3 separate regions of the Mus musculus genome follow, and all the other regions are linked to region 1. A link is a contact called in public promoter capture Hi-C data. All regions are on one chromosome and are shown on one strand. The core of a region is the stretch at or near the end of the contact, and the rest is flanking DNA. Distances in the headings are between cores, read along the strand shown. Region 1 holds the start of Bnip3l (BCL2/adenovirus E1B interacting protein 3-like). Region 2 holds the start of Msra (methionine sulfoxide reductase A). Region 3 holds the start of Hmbox1 (homeobox containing 1).

Region 1 (2,703 bases), core at 62-2,561:
TCTTCCCTAAACCGTTCTGGCCACCCTGGAAGCCATCCCTCTTATGAAAGACACTGCCTGACCTTTAAGCATACAAATGGCTTTTAAAGAACTTCATCTGGCCCTGTGACAACTACCACCACCCACTACCTCTTTCATTAAGACATGAAATCCAAACAGAAAGGTTGGGCAAGAAGGTCCGGCGATCTCACAACAACAGCGGACACTCTGGGGACAAGATGTCTGTTTGACTGCAACTGGATCCTGACCATCAACTTTCAATTGCTAGTACCTGTGGCCTGCGTCTGTTGTGTTGTTTACTGTATTTCCTGAAGTTCACTGCAGATTTGGCTGAAATGGACGTGATCCTAGGGCATGTGCTGGGCACCCAATCCATTTAACATAAGAAACAGCACTTGAAAAGTTACTAGTATGGTGGCTGCCGCCTGTCACCCAAGAACTTGGGAAAGTGGAAAGTAGGAGGGATCAGGTCACTCAGCAACACAACGAGTGAGGCCAGCCTGGGCTACATGAGAAGCTCTCTCAAAAAAAAAAAAAAAGAAAGAAAAAGAAAAGAAAAAGCAGTAAAATATGAATTCAAGGTTAACAGCAACAAAAAACTCACTTGAGAAACTTGGGAATTTTCAGACTAAAAAAAAAAAAAAAGATAAATGTCAGGGGCGGAGCAAGCACCCTGCACGAAACTCCGATGACCCCCTGGACCGGCGTGTGGTAGGAGGCGAGCTCCGCAAGCACACCTGCGCGGCCGCACGTCCACCCGCCACGCCCGACCGGTCGCGTCCATCCCCCGGTGTCCCCGCCGCACGTCCCATGCTCCCCCTCCGCTGGCCAGCCTCCGCTTGCCACCCCGAGTTGCGTGCGCCTCCGGCTCCCGACGCCCACCGCGACCCTAAACCTCGGCGCCCAAGGCGCAGGCCGCGAGCCAGCGCCGAGCGCCTGCTCCTAACCGGAGCGCGCCGCTGTCAGTCATACGCACAATCTCGGTCCCAACCAATGAGCTGTCGTCTGCTCCCGCCCACTCCCCCACCACCACCACCAACCCCCCCCCCCCGCCCGCACGGCGGCGGCCGAGCGGCTCCTCCTCCCCCATCCCTCCGCTGAGCCCGGCGGCCCCGTGCTCACTGTTGAGGCCAGCGGGCGGCGGCAGGGGCTGCTCCCCTTCCTCGCAGTTGTTGTTGTTGTTGTGCAAGGGCGGCGGCGGCTCGACTAAGTGAGACATGGTCTGGAGACTGGAAGCGGCACGGCCGCAGGACGACAGTATCCGGCTCTCGAGCAGCAACACAACAAGTCGAGTTCCCCCGCCCCCTTTTCTGCGTCTGCGCAGTCCCTCCCTTCGTGACGTCAGGGCCCTCCCGGACCATGTGATGACAACACAGGCAGCTGGACGGCGGGGTCGGAGCCCAGGATAGGGGGCGTGACCAGGCCGGGCTGGGCGGGGCATTCGCGAGCTGCTCGGGACGTGCGGGTGCGGAAGTCGAGCTGATACGGGCGCCAGGAAAGAATTCCTGCGAGTCAGTCGCAATAGCCGGAAGGGCTGAGCTAGGAAGTTGGCATTGGATTGAGATTAGGGAGGAGTGTGCAGCCCGGAAGCGCGCGGGGCCTGAATGGAACCCCTCCCACGCCTGCAGTATCCACTTAAGAACTCACCCGTGGCTTTAAAGAAGCAGAAAACCCCAGTTCCTCCCCTTAGTGAAACATCCATTTGTGCCTCCCACAGAATACCGTGGGAGGTACCTTGGAGCTAATCACCTTGTTGGAATTTATAACATTTTAATTGCAAAGGTAACATGTAATCACGGTTTAAAAAAAAAATCAATGGCTGGGCGTGGCGCACACTTGTTATTTCAGCTCTTTCTAAGACTGAGGCAGGAGGATTTCGAGTTCCCTGCAGCCTACGCTATCGAGCGACCCATTGCCTTCAAAAACAAATTAAAAGGGAAAAGAAAATACAGATTTACCCAAACCCTGGTTGTTATCTATCTCTGTAAATGCCCTACCTCCTGTACGCTGGTTGCTGACTCTGTTAATGTTCCTAAATACTCCTACGTCGTATCTTTGTCAAGTTTCCTTGACCCGATTTTTGTATAATGTTTTTCTCAATATTGTACTTGCCTTTTAACTTTGCTTTAATTGCAGTTGTTGAATTTTCATGTAATTGTCTTTTTTAAAAATATGGTCTGAGATACCCAAACACGGAAATACTAAATCTAGGACCAGCCAGTGAGATGGTTCTGCCGGTAAAGGCGCTTGCTGAGTAAACCTGCAGACTGAGTTCATTGCCCGGAGCTCCCGGTAGATGGGAAGAAAGCTAACAAAGTTGCCTTCTGACCTCCACCAATGCACCGTGGCATATGCCCTCCCCCTCTAAATCATAAATACAGGCACACACAATAAGTCTTTGTCACTTTGAATTGACATCCAAAAACATGATCTGGAGGGATAGCTTGGGGGGTTAAGCACACTGGCTGCTCTTGCAAAGGACTCAGGTTTGGTTCAAAACACCCACATGACAGCTCGTTCACAGGGCACTCAATGCTGTCTTCCGGCATCTGAGGGCATGAGAAACCCGCATGGTACACAGACATACGTGCAGGCAAACATCCACATGCATTTATAAAACCCCAATTCTCTGGTGAGATGACTCCGGTTAAAGGCTGGGCTGCAGCCCAGAGTTATATACTGAGTTCAATCTCTGGGGCTCAC
Region 2 (2,703 bases), core at 114-2,613, 2.6 Mb before region 1:
TCAACGGATCGCTGGCCTCCAGGTTTATGACGCCTAACTCCAAACTAGAAAGATACCTAGAGGCCTATAATTTGTCAGCTCCTGCCCTAAACCCCTCTCCTCAACCCTCTCTGCCTGAAGATAAATGGAGCCTGAAAAAAAAAAAAAAAAAAAACAGTTTACCTGGCCACCTTCTTCTGGTTTTGCTAACTTACCAAATAAGTCATTCTCTTTGTCCCCACTCTTTCTAAAATATTCAGGTCCCTTTCCAAGTGGAAAGCACATGAACTTGGATTCTGTACTGGGAACAGTGAGAACCTTTCAGGAACGAATACTCCCAAGAGTGGGGGGTTAGAAACATTACAATAGGGCTGACAAGGTAAAAGGTCAACAAGAACTACAATCCGATTTCAACTCCTAGGTCCTAAGTGGTGCAAGGAGAAAACTGAGTCACACAGGTAATCAGCTGATCTTCTCACGTGCGCCTGGGGCTTAAGGGAGCACACACAGACACCTCTTAGAGGCTTCATCCATAGCACGTGGAGTTTCTGCAAACGGGGGAGACAACCCAGCATGCCCTTGAAATAACTACAAACTGGGGAGGGTTCTTGCAACCAGCTCTGGCCGAAAATTACACTTCAAAACCTAAGTTCCCAGCGTTGTTAGGTCTGCCTCCAGCGCTTCCATGAACTGGCACCGCTAGACGCTCCTAGAGGCCTAGGTGAAAAGGAAGACTAAGGCTGGGCTCCCACCAGACTCCACTAGCCCCAAATACGGAGCTGCAGACCAGCAAACGGGCTGGGTCGATCCCAACGCTAAAGTCTTTCAGAGCGAGACTCAAACAAAGAGAAGCACGCAGGCAGGAGACTGCCCAGCTGAGCTCCCGCCCTTCCCGGGCTGGGGGGCGGGAGAACTGGGGGGAGGGGGGGATTCGCTGCTTCTTTGCGCACGCGTAGACTCCGACCTGGGACCCACCCGCGGTCCCGCACGTCTTCTTCCGGGAGGGCGCTGTGCGCAGGCTCCACGCGCATGCTCAGCAGCCGTGCCACCTTACCTGTTACAGGGATCGGCTCGGTGCGTCCCGGCAAGGCTTCCTCTGCGGAGATGACTTTCGAAGCTGAGTCGCCCATCCTCCGTACCGGGTTGGCGCTAGAGAGGAGCTGGAGAGCCCTTCTAGAGGCGGAGAGCATGGGCGGCGTGTCCGTCTCGCGGGGCAGACCTCCAGGCCTGGCTGTCTCTGAGGGACAAAGTTCCCAGAGTACGTGAAGCCGCGCGGGCCAAAATTGATGCTGGCTGGGCGCCACCGCGGGAGGTCAGAGTTGCTGCCGTTTCTCCACCTCCGCAGCCAGGGTTCCGGGTGCGATGTACTCACTCAACCACAAAGTAGAAAAGGGAAATCAATGTGTGTGCATAAAAAGGCAGCGAGCTAGAAGAAAGGCAGACCTATAAGAGGATGGCTAGATGGACAGCTAGGAAATTTGTCTATTTCTATCGGAACCATCTTGATAAGTCACATCGATCCAAAGTGAAACCAAAGCACAATTCTCAACACCACAAAGGATCAAGTACTCAACATGAAATATAAACATATAGTGTGTGTACGTGTATAAATGTATAAATACATTCTTCAGCGCATCTCACAGCCCATAAAGTAAACAATGTAGGCACAAATACATTGTTAAACGCTTTATGTGAATGAAGTTAATGGTGAAGTTGGACCAGACGGACTTCAGAAATTATGAGAGAATATTCCTAAACTGAATCTCTAGCCTTAATCTTTAGGTGGCTAGGACCAGATGAGTGATTTCAGAGGTCCTGTATGAGATTTTTGATTTACACACTGCCAAAATGGGCGGGTAGTCTCACATGAAGGAAGGAACTGAGGATTAGCGCCCACAGGGATTTGAAGCTTTGAAGCTAAGCTTCTCCGTGGGTTTAGTTACCACTTTGTGTTCATGTGGGACTGTAATATAAGGACTAGGATTAGTGTACTGCATAGAATGTTGCCAGACACACAACGTTAAACAGATTAAGGTGTTTGTCTTATAATGTAAAAGTCTCCTGGGCCAACTTGTTCTCAACAGTTTACTTGTGGCTTGCTTTTGCTGTGACATTATGCCAAGCAGGTTCTTTCTACGAGGCCTTGCCTGAAACCATCCCAAGATCCAAGATGTCCCGTCCAGGCTTGAAGAGGGCCTGGTCACTAAAAAAAAATGTGTTAAAAAAAATTGTACTTGTAATTTACTGCCCTTTGACACACAGTGACTTGCTTTTTCTGTTTTGTGGTTGACAGAACAAGGGTCATGCAAGAAAAACTTCGTAACTAAATACTGTGTAACGGAAGAATTTGTAATGTTAAGGGAAACTGCTTGTGTAATGTTAGGTATCCCAGAACCACAGTCCATAATATTTAGTATGTAAGATATATATATATATATATATATACACACACACACACACACACATTTCTACTTACCTACCAAGGGGAAATGAGTTTAAAAAAATAAAGTAAAAGCATTGTTTAGAGTTTTATTATTCAGAGTAGTGGGTCTCTTACTAAAGTTTCTTTCCTGCCTTGTGGTCCTAGAAATCCAACTCAAAACACCAAGCTTGGTGGCAGGCACTTTTACCTGCTGAGCCATCTCTCTGGCCCCACTTTAAACATTTTGAGGGTTCTGTGTACACTGTTTAAATGTTTTCAATGATCCTAATGGTTGTACTATA
Region 3 (2,703 bases), core at 141-2,640, 2.1 Mb before region 1:
TGACACAGAACAGGGTGGGGTAGAAGAAAAAACAAAACAAACAACAAAAAACAAAAAACAAAAAACAAAAAAAGACCACAGCGCCTTTCAGCGCACAGTCAACCCTCTTCTCCGCAAAAAATTTCCAACAGTTTTTTCAACTACGAAAATAAGTCGCCTTATCTACCTCAGGATACAGAGCAGACGTTCTGTCTCATTAGAAGACAGCGATGCGGATGGCATTTAGCACTCGAGATTCCCAGCCCCACGTTCCCGAATTTTAAATAACTGGCAAGCTACTGAGCATGAAGATGACAAGATACCTCTACTTACTGTTTCGGGGTGAAGGTGGGTGGAGGACTCCTTTCAAAGTAGCCCCAATAGTGTAACCCAAACACGGTTCCGGAATAAAATACTAAGAGACACTTTTCCTTTCCCACCTTTAGCTGCCGACTTGAGGCAAAGATGCATCTCCACATCACATCATCTATATAGTCCTGCCGGGAGTTTGGGGTGGAGACTGGCCCAGAGTAGGGCACCGAGTGTGAGCTGGGCGCCCAGACACTAACGAGTTACTGAGCCCCCCCAAACCCTGCACAAGATCCTTGGACCAAAAGTCCAGCCCGGGACTCCTGCGTGCTTCCCAAGCCCAGGCCGCTTATCTCTGACTCCAGCCATCTAACTTACCATCTACAGACATTCCTTCAAGACGATCGCAGCACCCAAGTACACGTCACAGTTTAAAACACAGCGAGACACTCCCCAAACAAACCAGCACACCTCGAAACCACCTTACAGTTTCTCAAACTCCCAAGCAGGAAGACCCCCCAACTCCAGGATTCAAACCTTCCGCCGGTCCTGAAGACCAGAGAGAAGTTGGGAAGCCATCGACGCCTCTCCACGCCCGCCCCTCACAAACTGCCCCACCCCACAGCCCGCGCACGGCCGCCCCCTCGGAAGTACCCCTACTTGCTCCCCTATGCTCAACCTGGCTACTCCAGAGACCCATCTGTGGCGCCTACTCACTTTCTCTCCCCCCCAAACATCTCGACATTTTTTTTTCCTTAAAGTAATGAGAGAAGTGAGGAAAAGAGACTTGAGGCAGTCCAGCTTGCAAACGACCCCACTCACCTTGGAAATCCAGCTGAGAGTTCTCTGCACCCTGCTCAGCCCCCTCCCCAGCGTCCCAGTGCAAGGCTGAGGGAGGGAGGAGGAAGGCGGGAGGGGGAGGGGATCTTCACCGCGGGGCGCCCTGCGGGAGGGGCTGAGGAGGGCTCCAGGCCCGCGCAGGAAGAGCCTAGGGGGGAGGGGAGGCCCCTATCTCCCAGTCTCCCCCTGAAAACCTCCCTTGTCTCAATCACATCAGACTGACTGTCTTTGTCTGGCTGACAACCGCCATATTGATAGCAACAGCCCCGCTCCCACCTGCTGCCGCTGGGCATCCCTGGGAGTTGTAGTTTCCGGTTCCCTAGAGGAAAAGTGCAGAGTTGAGGGTCTGAGGCCCTAGGGAACTACAGCTTCCAGCAGGCACTGCGCCCATACGCCTTCCCACAGGGAGGAGGGGAGCTGGGAGCTGAAATCGTGCGGACTACACATCCCAGAATACCATGGATGCTAGACCCAGATGAGGGACATGATATCATGCTGGGATGGAAAGGAAGGATGAATTGGCGGCGGCGATGAATTTGAGCGGACGGAAGGAGGTGATTAGAGAGAAAAGGGAGGAAAAGGAAAGACGCCCACAGTGCCCATGATACCTGCAGTAAAACTACATTTCCCGTGAGGCTCTGGAAAATGCTTAAGGAGTGAAGACTCCAAGTCCCGCGATGCTCTGGGCTATAGAGATTAAACCGGAAGATCCTTCCCTGTCTTTAGAAGTGAAGAGACTGGTACTGAACAACCAAAAGTCCGATATGAAACTGGTGAGTTTCCACTACTAAGTCAGAGGGCAAAGGTAATGAATGCTATATATCTTTGGAGTCTGTCGCCTCCACCATGATTTATCACGGAGGGAGGTCAGCACTTAAAAATTATAAAGTGAGCTGGGTTTTGCGATTGGGATTTGAATTCCCGCTTGCTCACATCCCACAGCTCCTGCATCTGTCAGGAGGTCTTCATTACTGTTTGGCAGATCCCTTTGGCCGCACGTGAGGTTGTATGTTACATTTCTTCACCCTTGGGCTAAAGATAGGCTCCAAAACTTTGGTTTGGTCATGTTTCTCAGCCTGCACCTGAGAGCTATAATAGATCATCAACCACTTTCCACTTAATGAGCACTTGAGTGGACTCCTACTGATATTGCGAGGCTGGATTCCGATCTGAACAGAAAGTAGGAGCGATCAGACAGAAGGTCTAAATGTCCTGTTACTCCTAACTGCAGTTCGAATTACAAGAAAGAGATGCTAAAGGGTGGTGCCCTTGAAGGATTCCCGTCTAAAGCCTGCTTGAAATAAACAGCTCTAGATAAAACATGCCTCCTGAAGAAGTAACTGTGTGGCAAAACACTAAGCTGACAGGTGGCCTTTTCAGATATTTGCTTTGCCCCATTTTTCTGAGCACACCGTTCTAACAAGTTGTTTTATTCAAGCTTAATGGAATAAGTAATAGAGTAATAAGGAAATTGAACGCAGGTGTGAAATGCTTGTCGTCGCCCTCCTATTCCCTACATTCTCACTGCCAACTTACTGTAGAATCTTCCTAATTGCTACGTGGAGAGAAATATCC

Evidence for each region. Promoter capture Hi-C pulls out the DNA fragments that hold promoters and counts their contacts.
Region 2: a promoter capture Hi-C map of pre-B cells shows a contact between it and region 1, with 5 times the contacts expected there. The contact joins the promoter of Msra here to the promoter of Bnip3l in region 1. A contact is called at or near these places in 2 of 39 promoter capture datasets (liver and pre-B cells).
Region 3: a promoter capture Hi-C map of pre-B cells shows a contact between it and region 1. The contact joins the promoter of Hmbox1 here to the promoter of Bnip3l in region 1. A contact is called at or near these places in 2 of 39 promoter capture datasets (liver and pre-B cells).

What each region holds. Positions count from the first base shown.
Region 1 is chr14:67,007,566-67,010,268 of GRCm38.p6, forward strand. It overlaps Bnip3l (BCL2/adenovirus E1B interacting protein 3-like), which reads right to left and starts at 1,312. Exons shown (of 6, transcript NM_009761.3): 1 at 1,123-1,312. The coding sequence starts at 1,219.
Region 2 is chr14:64,439,677-64,442,379 of GRCm38.p6, forward strand. Msra (methionine sulfoxide reductase A) reads right to left here and starts at 1,364. Exons shown (of 6, transcript NM_001253712.1): 1 at 1,034-1,364. The coding sequence starts at 1,169.
Region 3 is chr14:64,948,467-64,951,169 of GRCm38.p6, forward strand. Hmbox1 (homeobox containing 1) reads right to left here and starts at 1,391. Exons shown (of 10, transcript NM_177338.6): 1 at 1,111-1,391. Ints9 (integrator complex subunit 9) reads left to right here and starts at 1,827. Exons shown (of 17, transcript NM_153414.5): 1 at 1,827-1,901. The coding sequence starts at 1,893.